Regions from separate parts of the Ovis aries genome. Here region 1 is linked to region 2. Evidence: chromatin contacts called from public Hi-C data. All regions are on one chromosome and are shown on one strand. The core of a region is the stretch at or near the end of the contact, and the rest is flanking DNA. Distances in the headings are between cores, read along the strand shown.

Region 1 (2,700 bases), core at 152-2,651, 230 kb before region 2:
ATTTTATTTATTAACCTACACACTATTGACAATGTTCAGTAGACTTAAAACCACCATTACTGCAATACTTAGAAATATACATCCAGTGAAAGAACTAAGATTTTCATACTTGTTTTCTTGAACTACTTGAATGGGGAGATGGTGGATTGGCACCAGCTTGTGGAGTGCTAGGTAACATCAAAGCCGAGTTTGATGGACTTTCCATCTTGAAATCTTGCTTTACTTCTAAAAAACAGAAAATAATGACAAAACAGAAATCAACTTTGCCCACACCTCTATATATTCAATTTTAAACAACTTCCTTTCACTTAGCTGTGATTCATTCTTGCTTTTTTGCGTGCAATTTTCTGTTTACTTCCCTAAATTAGATTGTTGGTCATTATGGTGACTACTAGTTTTTTCATGACAAGTTACCCAGCTAGCATCTCATATAAACAACTCTCCATTTGTTTTTACTGACTGATAAAAGTCTCAAAACCTGCCATATGGTGGTGGGGCGGGGTAGGCGGGGAGGAGAATAACATTCAGGAATTCTTTAATCTCATTAAGCCAGTTTCACAATGAAGGAAAATGTAATTGAAATCCTTTAGTGCTTTAAGTGCAAATCGCTCAGTCGTGTCCGACTCTTTGCGACCCCATGGTCTATACAGTCCATGGCGTTCTCCAGGCCAGAATACTGGAGTGGGTAGCCGGTCCCTTCTCCAGGGCATCTTCCCAACCCAGGGATCGAACCCAGGTCTGCCGTATTGCAGGCGGATTCTTTACCAGCTGAGCCACAACAGAAGACAATATTTTAAAATTAAAAAAATATATTTATAACTTCTTTAAAGTGCTTTTCGGTGTTTAAATTGAGTTCATCTTATGCCTTTATCTATTGATTACTCTTCCTCTTGATTATGGATCACATTCTCCTACTTCCCACTACTATCCCACTTAAATAAACATAATCAGACCTGTCACACTACCCTAAATCCTAGAAGCTGTGTGCCTAAAACTAACGCCCCCCGGGGGTGAGGAATAAGGAGCACAAGCACAGGTAAGTTTACTCCTGTCTGCATCGTTTTCAATTAAATAGCGAAGAGACCGTGAAAAGGAGAGACTTAAGTTTCTCAAAGGCCATCAACTTTACAGGGTAAAATACCAGAGGAGCCCTCCCTCCCCTCCAGCCACTACAGAAGGCCCACACGAGCCCTCGAGACACCCAAAACCTGAGGTGGAGCTGAGAGGTGCCTTGACCGCGGAAAGGGAGCATTATTCAATTCCCCATCCGAACCCCGAAGAAGTTCAGCTGTCAGACACCCACCCCACACCCCGCACGGTACCTCCCTCAGCCATCCCCAGACAGCACAAAGAGCGCGCTAGCCGCGGCGCCGTTTCAGAGGCCGGGCCGCGCGGGAGGAGGAAGAGACGCGCGATTGGCCAGATTGATTGACACACAGGTCCTCTCCGCCCAGCGCCCGGAGAGGCGGGACTGCGCGCGCGCGGCCTCGAGATTCCGCAAGGGGGCAGGACGAAACGGAGGGGCCGTGACGCGTGATTGGCCGAGTTGACCGATACGCGCGGCTCTGCTCCGCCCAGCGCCCGAGAGTCGCGGCACTGCGCGCGCGGCCGTTTGCTGGGAAGAGCTTTAAAGCAACTAACGGTTCCCATGAGGTGCGCGCTTTTCTTCGCGGCTTCTTCTCGCTCTTTTTTCATACCGCCTTCCTTTGCAGCTTCCTGGGTTTTGTGTTTCTAAAGGACGCCTGAGAATGCCCCTCCTGTTCTCCTAGCTCCCATCAGTCTCTTCGCGCTCCCCACAGCAAAGGCCTTTTCTCAGATTCCACGGGACCCAGAGACTCCGGGCCTGCTGTGTGTTATATTTACAGCTTGTAAACTCCAAAGGCAAAGACTACAAAAAGATGGGTCAATGGCCCGTTGACAGTCAGACACATTAGAAATCTAAGAACCCCAGCGGAACCAGTAGAGCTTCTTTTAGACTGCTGCCTCAAAGTCTGCGGTCCCGCCACGGGTGGTTTTTTGTTTTTGTTTTTTTCTCTTCCTTCTTTTGGCGAATCTGTCTGAAAATTTAGGTTTCTTAGCTTGGCTCCGAATCTTTTCGTCAAACCTGAAAGAAAATGTAGCCCAAGGAAAGTCGTTGGGGTGCAATACAGGAAGCAGAACAATGACTAAGATTAGGTTGGTCCAAACCCTGGCTGAATACTGGGCAGTGGCATCCTCGGTCTAAAATAACCCTCCTCGTTTCCTGTGTAGCGAGGTTCCGTTGCTGTGCAACAACAAAGTGAACTAATTGGGTGGAGCACTGAGTTTGGGAAAAGACAGTTGAGTAATTTCTGAGTCACGTGGAAGTTGGGAATTTTAGCGGGGCAGTGTTTTGAATTCTAAGGAATAGCCATTTTAAACGTTGACACTGTCTTTTTACTAATATCTGATATAAATGGCTTACAAGTAGCAAGGACCCAGACGGAATAACTGAGTGCTAAACAGTGGAATGTATCTACAGAACTTGAAGACCACCTAATGCAGTGATTAAGAACATAAATGTTGGAGTCCAATTGCTTAGGTTCAGATCCCAGCGCCTTTGTGTTGTTTATAATGGAATGTGTCTGTGTCTCAGCTTCCTCATCCATAAAGAGGGGATATAATATCAGTCCTCCTAGGATTTGAAGAATTAAATGAGAATTCAGGACAGGCAGTGAAAAG
Region 2 (2,700 bases), core at 10-2,509:
CGTGTTATGACCCTGTTACCACATCTCGTGATAACACTGGTATTTATTTGTTTGGCTGTCTATTCCTCCACCAGAATTTAAGTTCTCTAAGAGCAGAGGCTTTGTCTTGTCTCTTTCTTTGCTGTCTAGAAAGGGCCTGGAACAGAGCTGGTGTAAAGTATGTTCTCCACAGTTATTTGTTGATAGAAAGAATGAATGGTTTTAAAAATTCAGGTAGCTCAGAAGTTAATCCCCTGGCAGTCCAGTGGTTAGAACTCGGAGCTTTTTCTGCCAAGTGCCCGGGTTCAATCCCTAGTTGGGAAGCCAAGATCCCACAAGCGTTGCTGCATAGCCAAAAAATAAAAGGAAACAAGCAACAAAAATTAAATAAAATAGAAAATAAAAATTCAAATAGTCCCTGAAAGTATCTAGTTTTCCCATCCTCCCTCCTCCTCCCCTTTCACTAGAGACAAGTGCCATTGCTAGGCTCATGAATATCCTTCTGCGATAATCTGCACACATAAACTAGAGGTAGTTGTATCCTTTCTTTTACACAAATGGTATCCTACTTAACACTGTACCTACGTAGCTTTTCATTGTGTGTGTGTCCTGTAGGTCCTTTCCCCAACCATGTGAACATATTTGCCAGTCCATAATGATCTTTTACTATGTGTACCGTAGTTTCTTAAGGGGTCTGGTCGTTCCTGGACTGTTCAGAGTTTTCTAGTCTTTTGTCGTTGGCAGCAGGGCTGGCGTGGTAACCCTTGCGAGGCAATATGATTATTCTTCACCATTCCGACGGAGGGCTTCCCTAGTGGCTCAGTGGTAAAGAATCCGCCTGCCAATGCAGGAGACGTGGGTTCAGTCCCTGGGTCCAGAGGATCTCCTGGAGGAGGAGATGGCAACCCACTCCAGTCTTCTTGCCTGGGAAATCCCATGGACAGAGAAGCCTGGCAGGCTGCAGTCCACGGGGTCGCAAAGAGTCAGACACAGCTAAGCGACTAAACAACAACAGCATTCTGGTGGAACAGATACCAGGTCCCCATCCCCACCTTGAGTGCGACCACTGCTTCTCAGTTTCGTTCGTGAACCTAATTATCTCTTCCTGGCACCAGGCCGCATGCCCAGTGACCCGCAGTTTCATACACGGAGGTGAGGGATACCGTTTCAGGAAACACCGAGGTGGGGTGGGTCAGGGCTGGCCGCTTTGTTCTGCACCGCTGTGGCTTCTGCACAGGGCTAGCTCCCCAGCTGTCCACTGACAGCACAAGTGACCTTCCTCCCACTTAATCATTTAGAAGAGGCTCAGTGCCAGCTTGGCCTCCGAGGACTTCTGAGCACTCTCTTGGCATGTTTAGAAGGAAACTTTGAAGCTTAGCAAAGACCACATTCTTCCTGTGAGCCAGCTCTTCTGCGAGAATTCAGTAGGGAGAACTGAGGACTAGAAAGCCCCTCCATTCAGAACATTCCAAAGGGGACTTTTGGCATGATTATCTTTTTGTAAATGTTCAGAGCAGAAATCCGTGCCTGCCCGGTGCTGTATGTTTAAAAAGCAATGAATATGGCGCTATATCTGTTTTGTCTCTGGAAGCTCTTTTTCCATCAATTATGAATTATTCTCTTACATGGCTCTGGTTGGGGAGGTCAGTGTTGTGACACTGAATTCTGTTCACTAGAGCCTGGGAGACCTAAGACGCTTCACAATGATGGTGAAACCCTAGATCCTTTGGCACTTTCTGTAGTCATACAGATGAAAGCTTAACAACAACAGAAAATCGTTGTGATCGTGTTATACGTGAGAAGGTGGGAAGAGTGGGTTTGAATGTTTTCCTCCTTTCTTTTTTTGTCCATGGTGGCCCATCTTAGCACATCCAGAAACATGATAAGCAAACTTGCAAAACCATTGTTTCTTTGACAGCTGGATAAATGTTGAGTTTGTTTGGGAATGAAGACTATATATATACTTCAGAGATCCACCCAGTTCCTGACCCGCCACAAGGAGAGGCCTGCGGAGGCTTAGCCCGTTCAGCCAGTCACTGGTTTTGTTTCTGAGCAGTTTCGATTTCCTGAATGGGATGAGTCTGTCACTGCTCTTTAGAAAAGACAAGACAGATACACCTCTCAGGCCAGGGAAACCTCCTAGCTACAAGGGCCACTGGGGTTTTATCCTCAGGACCATGTCTTTACAACCAGCAGGGAATTACATCCCAAGGTCAGCTGAGGCAAATGTTTTTGGAAAGGAAGCTTCACGCATTGTTGATATTTACAGAGAGCCTTTTCTGCTGGGCCCCTCTGGTTCACAGCTGAAACTGCTGTTACTCTCCCATGCCTCACACCCTCCCTTCCTGCTGCTCCGTCTCACTGAACTCGGGGAGGAGGAACCGGGCTTCCTGTATGGTCTGGGGATAATCAACAGTCATTTTCAATGACAGGAATAACCACGTAAAAGCATTTCTAGTCAGTTTCCAATTTACTCCTATATTGGTAAGAGGTAGAATAAACTCAACCCTTAGGATCTTTCTATTAAAGATGAATCACCTTAGAATTATGAAGATAAAGTAGTTGTATAGAGTTGTGGTGGGGGAGCCTTTGTTGGGTTGATCATTGCTTTTCCTAAGTAAGAGCACTCATGTATGAAATTAGAAAAAGCTCTCCCCCAGCTCCCCCCTGAATAAAAAGGCATGTGGCCGAGGATGGCTGGATGAGGTGTTTATTCTAAAC

Evidence for each region. A called contact is a pair of places that touch in the nucleus more often than the background predicts.
Region 1: a contact with region 2 is called in a Hi-C map of tail adipose tissue, with 2.7 times the contacts expected there. The contact joins the promoter of SFR1 here to the enhancer-like site in region 2. A contact is called at or near these places in 4 of 16 Hi-C or Micro-C datasets (blood, muscle, skin fibroblasts and 1 more).

What each region holds. Positions count from the first base shown.
Region 1 is chr22:24,378,789-24,381,488 of ARS-UI_Ramb_v3.0, reverse strand. SFR1 (SWI5 dependent homologous recombination repair protein 1) reads right to left here and starts at 1,401. Exons shown (of 4, transcript XM_027960302.2): 1 at 1,304-1,401; 2 at 110-225. The coding sequence starts at 205. It overlaps CFAP43 (cilia and flagella associated protein 43), which reads left to right. Exons shown (of 44, transcript XM_060405176.1): 38 at 1-1,653.
Region 2 is chr22:24,148,945-24,151,644 of ARS-UI_Ramb_v3.0, reverse strand. All of the region lies in intron 6 of STN1 (STN1 subunit of CST complex), which reads left to right. Among named protein-coding and RNA genes, the nearest start is that of STN1, 22 kb to the left of the region's middle. Within about 2 kb of position 1,259, at least 23 of the 54 cell types and tissues checked have an H3K27ac peak or open chromatin away from gene starts, as enhancers often do. A contact at or near this core is called in tail adipose tissue, where this site is marked.